Linked DNA regions of Sus scrofa: regions 1 and 3 are each linked to region 2. Evidence: chromatin contacts called from public HiChIP or PLAC-seq and promoter capture Hi-C data. All regions are on one chromosome and are shown on one strand. Each heading gives the region's core, a stretch centred on a gene start, on an enhancer-like site or on the middle of the called end of the contact. The rest is flanking DNA. Distances are from core to core; before and after follow the strand shown.

Region 1 (3,647 bases), core at 1,109-3,608, 530 kb before region 2:
ATTCTGCCGTCATCTGACCTCAGCAGTTCTTCGTCTGGATGCGCCGGGGGGAAATCCAAAAGCAGCACGGCTTTTTCTAGAAGCCCCTTGGATTTCAAATGTTTCTGCACCTGTGGCACAAAGTATTTCTCAAACCACTGTCGGAAAACAGAGTGTTCTATCCATGCACTCTTTTGACTGAAATAAGTGACAGGAAGGTTTGAAAGGTCAGCTCCTTTGAATGCACGAGGTTTTTTGGCTTTTCCCACCACACAAAGATTAAGTTTGTGTAAACCTGTGGCATTTGCACAACACATAATAATAATTCTCTCTCTGCTTGACCTATAACCAGAAGCACTCTGCTCGGTTTCAAAAGCTAATGTTCTTGAGGGGAGACATTTCCAAAACAATCCAGTCTGATCAGCTCCATAAATCTGCTCAGGTTGTAAATTCTCTCTCTCAACGAATTCCTGAAAGTTACCACAAAACTCACGGGCAGCGGTTTCATCTCCTTTTAATTTTGTTCCTTTACCAGCAGCCTTTGGAATACCGTGGCGCTGCTTAAACCGAGTCAGCCAGCCAGACGATGCATTAAAATCACCTTCCATCCCCAGAGCGTCAAAAAAGAACTTGGCTTGTTTTGCGCAAATCGTTCCAGACACCGGAATCCCCTCCATTTTCTGTTGGTTGAACCACTCGATCATAACTCTGTCAAGCTCCTCATAGGTTGACGACTTCATCGACTTCCGTTTGGAGACCCCACTTGTCGGATCTGAGCTGTTTGCATAGTTTATTATCCTTTCCTTGTTCTTTTTAATATCACGAACTGTGGACTCACCAATTCCATACACCACAGAAAGTTTTTTGAAAGAGATGCCTTCCTCAAGCTTCTTGATAATGTCAAGCTTGTCCTTAATTGTCAACACCACACGCTTCCGTTTCCCCAGCATTTTGCATCCAGGATTTTATATTTACTGGAACAGGAGACTGAACAACAGTTTGAACACAAGGAGACAAGAAAATGGAGTTTTAAGATCCCTTCCCCGTCTCCCAGGAACCTAGATGGACAGGGTACTGGCCAATTTCCAGGCAAAGGCCTGGGTAAGTCTCTTCTCTCTGCTGTGGCAAAACTTACAAAGGTCCTTCCACAAGGACTAGCTCCCGTTAATCCTACCTTCTATCTCGCTTCCTCCTCGCTGAGTTTAAGGTCTTTTCATGAACTGTAATCTCCGTAGAGATGGCAACCAATAGGGTACCAGCAAGGGCTCTACAACAGTCCTATTGCAAACTGGATTCCTCTCGCCCTTGTTACAGGTGAGGCTCCAGGTCAAAGGAACTAAGACTTAGGCGGGGGTATTTAGGGAAACGGGCTAGCTTAAGACGAGAGGTGCAGACTTACTTAGATAGGAAGATGCAATGGGAAAGCTCGGCCCCCTGACTGCTGCTGTCTTTGTCGGGCAGTGCGCTGCATGGAAGGCTGCCTCTCCGGGAAAGGAATGCTATAGGTTACGCAAGTGAGCAGTTATGGACATCGTAGGCGAGCAAGATAAGGCAAGCTGGACAGACGGGAGCGGTGCGAATGAGGTGAAAGTGGACAGGCAGCAACTTCGTACTTTAACACGACACAAACGTCTACCTAATGTGTTGGGCAACTGAAACGGAAAAAGGTGAACAATAACTGGTGTCCCATGGTGAAAGAAAGCATCGGAAAACTTCATTGGCAGAAATCAGGACTCAGAGGGGAGGCGGGGGAAGGCTCAGTGAAGATGTTACAATAATCCTGGTGAAAGATGATCCTCGATGGGCCAAGTTCCTGTCGGGGGCTGTCTAGGCACTCGGAGCCTCGGAAACCTACAGGGAAATACCAAAAACATTTTTCTTTCAATATCAGGGTCGGTGGCAGTACCCACATCTATCCTGCAACTAGGTCGAGAAAATGACCGCCTCCTATTAACAGGACGGCTGAGGACGGCCAGTACTGCTTTCAGGATTCTCTGGCGTGTCGGGGCGCAGCGGGACCTGAATCGCCTACCTCCTGAGAGTAAGAGGGCAGGGAGCAGCCGCGTTAGCGAGGGCCTCTCCCCGCAGGGCGGGCTCCGGAACGCAGGACGTCTCCGCGCGCGGGGAGGGAGCCCGGATTCCTCCGTGGACGCCAGCGACCAGGCTGTCACCGCCGCAGCCAGGCAGCGAGCGGGCGGGCGCTGGGCCCGGGGCACGCCAGGCCGCGGGCCGGGGGCATCGCTCTCCGCCCGCCTTCGCGGCGGCCAGACCGCCCTGGGAGCAAATGGAGTCTCCCGGGGGAGGCTGACACTGGCGGCGCGGCGGCGGCGGCCGGCTGCGAGCGTCGCCGCCGGAGCCGGAAGGCGGGGGATTAAGGGGCACGCGCGCGCCCCCGCAGGAACGTTGCGTCGGTGGGGGGGCGGGGCCTGAGCGGGCGAGCGCGCGCGGCCCGGGGGCGGGGTCTCCTGCGAGCCGGCGGGAGGGGCGGGGACGGGGCGGGGGCGGGGGCGGGGCGGGGGCGGGGCCATCCGCTGCAGAGTCTCTGGGCGTCGCGTGGGTTCGGCGGAGGGCTGGGAGTCTGCAGCTTGCAGACTGCCTCGCCGGCCAGCAGGGGGCGGTACACGTTTACCCTGTCTTAGTCCTTTTCCCAGAGTCCCGGCTCTCTGCGCGAGGCTTCCTCCCCCCTCAGGTGCAATAAAAAAACGCACTCTCGGAGGGTTTACGAGAGACTTGCGCATCCTCAGGTACCTTAAGCGGGATGCGAATGGGGCAGGGCGAGCGCACGTGGAGCGTGTTTACAAATAGCCGTCAGGGCGTCCGCGTCTTCCAGCGCCGACTCCCGGGAATCCCCAGCCCACCGGCCGGGACAGGACGAGCCGGAGCAAGGGTCAGGAACCACGGTAGGAGCGAGCGGACGCGGCTGCTGCCCGAAAACAGGGAGGCTGGTTCCTCGTGGGGACAGGGTTCAGGAAAGAACCTGGGGCTTACACTCCGCAACACCCATCGGGGCAAGACCCAGTTAGGTGGGGCGCAGCTGGGGGCGGTCAAATTGAGTTTGGGGTTTCTTTTCCCTGGTGGGATGAGGTTGCAAGTCACAGTTTCTGTAGAAGCGACTCTGTAAAGCTGGCTGTACCTGGGAGACGCAAGAGCCTGTGAGAGGTTCTCTTGCCGCCCCTCCACGCCCTCTGCTTCTAGGTAGTAGTAAGGGAATTGCAGTTTGACAAAGCCCCTTGATTTCAAGCCAAGGTACAGTACGTTTCTATTTTGGCATTTTCACTGGAGCAAATGGAGGCACCTGTGCACTAATAATCGCTGCGATGAACGTGCCTTCTCCGCGTTCACGGACTCGCTTCCCTGCAGGACCCTCGGAGACTTCCCTGGGGAAGGGAGCGGCTGCACCTTCATCCTGCAGCACCTGTTTACCCAGGAAACGCTTTTAGTCTATTTCTTTTGTGTGTGTGTGTATACTTTGAAAAAAAACGGAAGTCTTCAGTTAAGTTTCTCTGCTATCTGAACATAAATGTCTAACCTTTTTCGTTAACATGAAACGAAAAGCCCACATTGTTGCTAGGATGTTTCCAATCATTCTTACTGCAGAAAAGATGTTGATTTTACGGTTTCCATCTGACTTCCTCGCCCAGGCTGCTCAATTGCCTTCCTCAAAATCG
Region 2 (3,955 bases), core at 1,287-3,786:
CTATTTTACAGATGAGAAGATTGAGGCAAAGAGTTTTCAGAGGTCACACAGCTAATATGGTACCTAAGCCCAGAGCTCTGTGATGGGAAAGATCCGAGCCATGCCAATAGTAAAAAGGACCCATTTCACAATTTTATACAATTTATACAATTTTATACATTCAGCTCAGGATACTACCATGCAGAAATAAGTTGGATTCCTTAATTTCTGAGGGCTGTTGAGAAACATTTTTGCTTTGACATCTTGCAACTTCATATTTACATGGTTTCGGCTAATACTTCACACTCTCAGATGTTCCTTAAATACTGGATGTTGATTTGGGGTGTTATAAACTTGAGATATTGTCGATATTTTGCTAGTACTCTCCATTTCTCCCCAATACTAATATAAATTAAACTGATCTGCTTCCAACCTTCTTCGTGGATGCACACTGAAGCTATTTATAACTGGTTAGAAAACTCAGTTGATGAGGCTCTATCAGCCAGGTGAGGTGAGTTGAGACTAAAAAGCTTGTCTTAAGCATGGGTGCTTGCTCCTACCTTGGGGGCTGGGTTCCGGCCTGGCCCACCAGAGCTAGCCAAAGTCAAGCTCTGCATTGCAATACCTTGCTGAACCCTCTTTCCTATACCTCACTCCTTCCCTAGAGCCCAAGGTATCAACTAACTACACCTGAAAAATTAATTCCTACTATGGTCTAGTGGGAAATAACATAGGAACTTAACAACGGGACCTCTTGAGGCTACATCCCTGACAGCTGCCTCAGGCTGAAATCTTTTGCACATTAGTGAACAAAGAGCATCCAATGATGTAGTAGATTTTTTAAAGTAGAGTGAACAGACAACACAAATTGCCTCTGCTTTTGCACTGCTGAGTGGAAGAGAAATTTGGACATACAATCTTGTATGTGTATCTATATATCCCTCAACTCCTATCCCCACCTCCCAGGAGCTCAAAGTGTGAAGTGGTAAAGCCCCAACGATGCAAGAAAAGATTCAATATTTAGCGAGACAACGAGAAAATTTGGACGTTCCCCTCGTGGCTCAGCAGGTTACGAACTCAACTAGTATCTATAAGGATGCGGGTTTGATCCCTGACCTCGCTCAATGGGTTAAGATCTGGCTTTCCTGTGGCTCTGGTGTACGCTGGCAGCTGCAGCTCGTATTTGAGCTCTATCTAGCTTGGGAACTTTCATGTGCTGCAGGTGCGGCCCTAAAAGGACAAAAAAAGGGGGTGGATTTTGATGACTAACCAAGAATCTTCTAGTATACTGGGCTGCAAAGAATAGAGAAAATAAAAATGACAACATATGCCATTAACTGAGCATTCATTTGCCACAGGCATTTTTCTAAATACTCTTTGCATTCATTAGCACATTTTAAGCCCCAGGATGGAATTATATGAGGTAGGAACAATAATTAATCTAATTACACAGATAAGAAAGCTGGGGAGGGAGTTCCCGTCGTGGTGCAGTGGTTAACGAATCCGACTAGGAACCATGAGGTTGCGGGTTTGGTCCCTGCCCTTGCTCAGTGGGTCAAGGTTCCGGCGTTGCCGTGAGCTGTGGTGTAGGTTGCAGACGCGGCTCGGATCCCGCGTGGCTGTGGCTCTGGCGTAGGCCGGCGGCTACAGCTCCGATTCGACCTCTAGCCCGGGAACCTCCATATGCCGCGGGAGCGGCCCAAGAAATGGCAAAAAGACAAAAAAAAAAAAAAAAAAAAAAAAAAGAAAAAGAAAAGAAAGCTGGGGAGTTAGGAGATTTGCGGGAGCCCTACAACTAGTAAACGATGCACCTGGGACCAAGGTGTCAGGCCCGGACCCCCGGCACTTACCTCCTACACTATAAGAAAGAGATCAAATCCGCATCATTTTCTGGGAGAGTCAGAAGCAAATGCGGGGCGAGAAAAAAACCACTGTGTGGATCACCCACTTAATTAAAGGACACAGTTACTTAGACTCCTTGCGGTTTCCAAGCTCATTTACAGAAGCAAATGAGTGGTGCTATTATTATGCCATTGAGCCCAGGGTAAGAAACTGGGCATCTTAAGTTTAAGAGGACTAAGCCATTCTTTTCCCGTTCTTATATTTTTTTTAATGAAAGGAGAAAAAAAAAAAGCCAAACAAGGTTATAGGAAGTGTGGTACTGCAAAGACTGACAGATACACATAAAACAAGTAATGCTTTTTAACATACCCAGTGTGACAGTGTGTTGGAAACCTCCTTTTGGTGATAACCACGGAGGTCCAAGTCTATCACTGTGTGACTCTGAGGTCCGGCCACTGGCTTCCTGGAGGCCCTGCGACAGGCCCTGGTGAAAACTCAGGACGCCTCCACTTGAGCGTGGGTTTTGTCTGCAACCTGCAAACGGGCAGGAAGAGCCGCAGAAAGCCCAGGCTGCAGGCGGGGCTCTCCATACCGAGCGGTGCCGCGGGAAAAGCAGTCGGGTCCCGAGCGCCCTCGGAACCAAAGAGCGGGCCTCCAGCCGTCGGGGGCAGCGTTTCCCGAGCACCGGGGGGCGGGGCCTGGCCGCCTGGGCGGGACTCCCCGGGATCGGCTGGAGCGGCCGGAGCGGCCCAGGGGGTGCGGAGGTCCGCGCGCCGGCGGCCAGACCATGCTGAGCGGAGCGCGCGGTCGGCTCGCCTTAGCGCTGCGAGGGACACGCGCGCCGCCGTCCGCGGTCGCCAGGAGGTGCCTGCACGCTTCGGGCTCGCGGCCGTCCGCGGACGAGAACAAGAAGGAGGGGAAACCGCCACGCGCCTTCGACCCGGCGCTGCTGGAGTTCTTGGTGTGCCCGCTGTCCAAGAAGCCGCTCAGGTAAGATTCGTCCGCTGCGGCTTTTCCCTGGTGGCCCCCTGTCGCCGGGGAGACGTTCAGGTCACCCGGGTGTTCTTCGCTGCCATGTTTTGGACCCGGGCCCGCCAGCTTCCCGGGTACTCGCTCCGCCGCGGGAAGGGCGGGAGGAGGCCCCAGCCGAGCCCCAGGCCTCCCGGACCAAACCGGCCACTCGCAGGCCTGGATCCTGGCGGGCAGCTTCTCCGCCGGCAGCGTTTTAGAATCTCGGGGGAATCCTTCTTAAAACGCAGATCTCTAGGCAACGCCCCACCCGGGCTCAATCCGAAGGCCTTGGGGCCGAGCCAGAGCAACTGCGTATTTTCTTGAAAGGATCCCAAGTGATCTTCCTGTACAGCCAGGGTTATGAACTCGGGATTCGGAAGACTAATCCATGGCATTCAGATTTTTAAGGCAAGGCGATGAAAAATGTGATAGCTTCCAGATTGTTGCGAAAACGCCGGGTAGGATCTTAAGCGCATCAGCTACGTGTGCGGCCCTTTGGTTTTTAGTTCTCGACCAGCCGGTTCTGTAAAGGCCTTCTTAACCTTTCACCTAGACTCTTTAGGATAAACATCTCTGCAGTTGCAGGCTGCTAAACCTGAACGTGGACAATACTAGCAAACACCGCAGTGTCATCAGTGGCTGCCTTTGGGTGGTAGATTGCTGCTTCCGTGGTTTCCTTCTCATGGATCAGTGAGGCAGGTGTTCTGATAAGCGAAGAAGCTGAATTTTCCTCTCGTGTCTGTTCCAGTAGTAAATTAGCTGGGATCGTTTGAGGGTTTAAAAGAGTCATGAAGGAATATTTGGATGAAAAGGAGAGATCTTTTCTTTTTTTTTTTCCACTAAGGCATAGCTTAAGAATAACGTGAAAAAGAAAATGAGAGAAACAGACTAAAATGGGAACAATTAGAGATTCCTTTTCTAAGAGAAATGGTTGAATTGGCTACTGCTGCTTTTAGAATGAAAAACAGTCTAATTCTGCTTTTCTGGCTCTAACTGTGTGAAGAATTGGATAAATGTTACTGTTTATTGAACCTCAGACTCTTCCGGGATTCATTTTGGTTTTCTTCTGCCCCTCAGATATGAACCATCGACAAATGAATTGATTAATGAAGAGCTGGGAATA
Region 3 (3,900 bases), core at 569-3,068, 560 kb after region 2:
TGTGAGGTGAATTTTAAACTTGACCTGCCCCCAAGTACAGCAAAAGATGGAATTTCGTGCTACTGGAACAGTGTGTTGACTCATGGGAACAAAAAACCACACAAGTTCATAGAACTCATTTTACGTAAATGATAATGGCCCAGAGCAAGATTTTATTCTATTAAAATATTTAGTTTGGTTTTAGGAGATGACAGTAATTAAAAGCAATCCTGTGCGTGGTACTGGCCTAGAACCGTAGCAGGCATTCAATACATACTTCTAACTTATTTTGTTTAACTATGAAATAAGTAAAATTGCCGTATGTTTGTAGTATATCTTGCACCAGTGGCATCGACAATTTAACCAGATGATAAACCTTAAAGATACTCACCAGCTTTTCCTCCGAGCTGCCAGAATTAGTCTGTTTAACCTTTGAAATAGAACATGGGAAGAAAGATTACAGTGAGAATGAGTTCCTGGCACACTGAAGCACACAATTCATTTATTTGGGGGAATTCTGTTTAAGATTCAGCTGTACTCACTGGAAGGGCAGAGGCGAAGCCCCAGAGGCAGAAGGCTATCACTGCAATTCTCATGGTAATGATTTTCCTGCAAAATACTTTGTAAGAAATATTTGATCTTCTCCTAGGTTAAAACAATGACATCTTTTCAAGCCACCACATTACAAAATAATCACGAAAAATATATATATATATTTTTTTCCTATAGAAATACTCTCTACTACTTAGAGAAAAATTTTTTCTTTTTAATTTTATGATCCTTTGAGTTAATATTTGTTAGGGCACCTCTATTTTCCATCTCTTACTGTTAGGCAAGAGAGAGGGGGATTACATACAAGTCTTATTTAGTCCCCTTTAAAATGTAGAGTTTCAGAGATATGCCATCACTACCCGATATCTCCAGCCATCTAAACCTAAAAACAGATCAACAGTAATTTAATTAAAATAATAAGCTAGAAGGGGAACACATTTTTTTTCAAAGACGAAAAATACAAAGAGAAAGAGGGAAAATAAAAGGAAAGAGAGAAAGAAACTTGCTGTCTCCATTTTCCAGCATGCATTTCAAGGGCGATTTTTCAGCTTAAATTATTTAAAAGGTGCTACTTAAGTGAAATGAAGCTGTCTCTAGAGTTAGTAATTTAAGTAAGGTGTTCTAAAATTTGAAATGAAAAATTAAACACTGAGAGCAGTTCACAGCCTTTCTATTTGTAAGTCTTCATAATGTCATGTGGGTATTTTGGTGAAAATGTTAACAGCTAAATACAGGGGTGAAAATATTCAGAAAGGGTTTCTTTCCCTTGAAAACAGGTAAGTCAAGTCATTAAAAATTAGCATTATCACCAGCTTAACATTACCACTAAATATTATTTTCCTTCTAAATGTCTCCACCATCAACTGTCCATTTAAAATGATGCAGATACCATCGTAGCTACATATAATACATAGGCATAGAATTTTATTTTTTTTCTGATGGCAAGAAGTAGTTATAATTCTTTTGAGGACTCCGTGGACATATTTTTAAGTTTTATATTTGACTGTCTTTCAAAATAGCCAGTCACCTTTCCCGCAGGAGATCTGCCCTGGATCTGACATGCTTGTTGGAAAGACTCTTAGAACAATTTTAAGTCTGATTACCAGCGTTTGCGGTTAAACCCTTCTCCTGACAACTTGACCTTCCCCGTGAAATGAAACAGTGCCTACCTACGACAGCAACCATCAGCGGGCTGTAGGCTTACCTTGGTCTGCAGCCCCGCGAAGAGTCCAGTCCCGGGAGCAATGCTGATGCGGCTGTCAGTGCTGCCCTCTGGCCTCCGCTCGCTGCTGACAGCCTGGACCTCCCCTGAATTTAAAGGCTGCACCAGACATCCGCCACCAACACAGGGGGCGGAGAGATGTGTCATGAGGTTTGTGCCACTGCCCAACCCACTTGCTCCCACACTTCCCCCTCTGGTTTTGTGGTTACAACACACACACACACACACACACACACACACGCCCTCTGCAGTTAAAACATTACTTATGTACAATGTCATTAACTAGCTTTTTCGTGAATAGGATTGGCTCTCAGCATCCTGGAAGGGCATCTCTGGGTCCCCTAAAAAAGCGGGGGGCGGGGAGAGAAATGACTAGTTCTTACAAAGACTATATTAACTCTGAATTAGAAGAAAAAATATTACAGAAATCAGTCCTAAATAGAATTAAATAGGATGGATTTTTGTTTCTTTTGGTTGAAATAACAGATTAAGGTAATATATGCAACCAAGTTTGCCTTACAGTTGTACTTATTTCTGGCGACAAGGCTATATTGTTCAGGCACACAAAGAGTTCTGCCAGCTTCTCTCCATTTCGACTAAAGCTCTGTTTTGTGATTCCAAATGTGCAGCAGCTTGTCATTTAGACAAGTGGCATTGGTCACGTTCAAATCCACGTTCATGTCTATTAAATCGGATTTACCATTGTAAATCCGAGACCTTTCAAGGACATGGATTTTTGAATGGTTTGGAGGTGATGAATCTGATAATTGCTATGTCAGACAGAAGAATGGTAATTTATTCTCAATGTGGCAGAAGTCAAGCAGTTTCTGACTGAGGGCAGGGTTACTGCTTGAAAGTGATGCTTCAGAAACAAGACATGGCTTTGCCTGCCATCCTGCTGCTAATTAGCCCTGTAACTTTGGGCAAATCACTGAGCCTTTCTATACCAGTTTCTTCATCTGTCAAATATGCATGCTATTACCTTGTTCATGGAGGTTTTGAGAGGTTTAAGTGAATTAGTGTGTGTAAAACTAATGATACTTGGCACATATATGCAAATGCCTTGCATATTTTAAACTGTATAATGTGTTAATTATTATTAAAATTTTTAGGAGGAACAGGTAGTCATGATTTGTGAATCTTTAAATGGAATAGGCTATTAAAATGCGACCAGATGTAAGGTTTTTTGGTTGTTTTTTTTTTAAGGGCTGCACATGCTTCACATGGAAGTTCCCAGGCTAGGGGTTGAATCGGAGCTGCACCTGCTGGCCTGCACCACAGCCACAGCCACGCCAGATTGGAGCCATGTCTGCGAACTACACCATAGGTCATAGCAATGCTGAATCCTTAACCCACTGATGGAGGCCAGAGATCGAACCTGTGTCCTCATGGATAGTAGTCAGATGCATTATCGCTGAGCCACAAATGGGAACTCCAGATGTAGCATTTTTAAACTGTGCACATCAACAGGCTAATTGGCACACATCTGCGGGAATGGATTAGGTTTCTGAACTGTCTTTTTCTAGTGTTTTTTCCCAGGATATATAAAGTTGGTTACTTAAATGAAAATTAAATATAAAATTTTATATTAAAAAACTTTACTGGGTATTGAAAAAGTGTTTGAAAGAAAACTGGAGATGAAAGTTGAATATTGGAACAAAGTTCAGGGTAGTAGAGCTCTGAGCCCATTTGAAACATTTAATATTGTTTGACGTTACTTACCCTCTTCATCTCCCTTTCTCAGTTGTGAAAGGAGCTTGCAGTAGTCATTTATCTCACACCTCCACTGTAAGACTCACGTGTAAGATGAGACTGAAGATAAATGGTCCTATTTATTATTAGTCCTAAGGAGTCAGTTCCTATTTACCAAATATTCATTTTAACATAAATACAGGTTAAGCAATTTTTTTGCAGTGCTAGTATAATTAATCCATAGATTTGTTGGGTGGAAATGTCACTTTCAAATTGGATGCATTTCAAATGAATTGATATTGTTGCTTTGTGAGTGCTAAGCACACATTTTAATAATTCGGATGGCAGCTGTCTCTATAAAATATAAAGTACACAGGTTATCAGGTTGCAAAACCAGATTTCTCATTTCTGCTCTTAAAAACTGTTTTTTCCCTTTAAACACATTACTCACTTAA

What was found. Promoter capture Hi-C pulls out the DNA fragments that hold promoters and counts their contacts. HiChIP or PLAC-seq counts read pairs in DNA pulled down with a chosen protein or histone mark.
Region 1: a contact with region 2 is called in a promoter capture Hi-C map of liver, with 7 times the contacts expected there. The contact joins the promoter of TIGD2 here to the promoter of PIGY in region 2. A contact is called at or near these places in 1 of 5 promoter capture datasets (liver) and 2 of 2 datasets of contacts at active chromatin or transcription factors (alveolar macrophages and skeletal muscle).
Region 3: a contact with region 2 is called in an H3K27ac HiChIP or PLAC-seq map of alveolar macrophages. The contact joins the promoter of SPP1 here to the promoter of PIGY in region 2. A contact is called at or near these places in 1 of 5 promoter capture datasets (fetal liver) and 1 of 2 datasets of contacts at active chromatin or transcription factors (alveolar macrophages).

What each region holds. Positions count from the first base shown.
Region 1 is chr8:129,995,897-129,999,543 of Sscrofa11.1, forward strand. It overlaps TIGD2 (tigger transposable element-derived protein 2), which reads right to left and starts at 2,359. Exons shown (of 3, transcript XM_021101764.1): 1 at 2,012-2,359; 2 at 1,616-1,830; 3 at 1-966. The coding sequence starts at 929.
Region 2 is chr8:130,525,035-130,528,989 of Sscrofa11.1, forward strand. PIGY (phosphatidylinositol glycan anchor biosynthesis class Y) reads left to right here and starts at 2,537. Exons shown (of 2, transcript NM_001271967.1): 1 at 2,537-2,811; 2 at 3,910-3,955. PYURF (PIGY upstream reading frame) reads left to right here and starts at 2,537. Exons shown (of 2, transcript NM_001271968.1): 1 at 2,537-2,811; 2 at 3,910-3,955. The coding sequence starts at 2,609.
Region 3 is chr8:131,083,446-131,087,345 of Sscrofa11.1, forward strand. It overlaps SPP1 (secreted phosphoprotein 1), which reads right to left and starts at 1,819. Exons shown (of 7, transcript NM_214023.1): 1 at 1,736-1,819; 2 at 522-588; 3 at 371-409. The coding sequence starts at 575.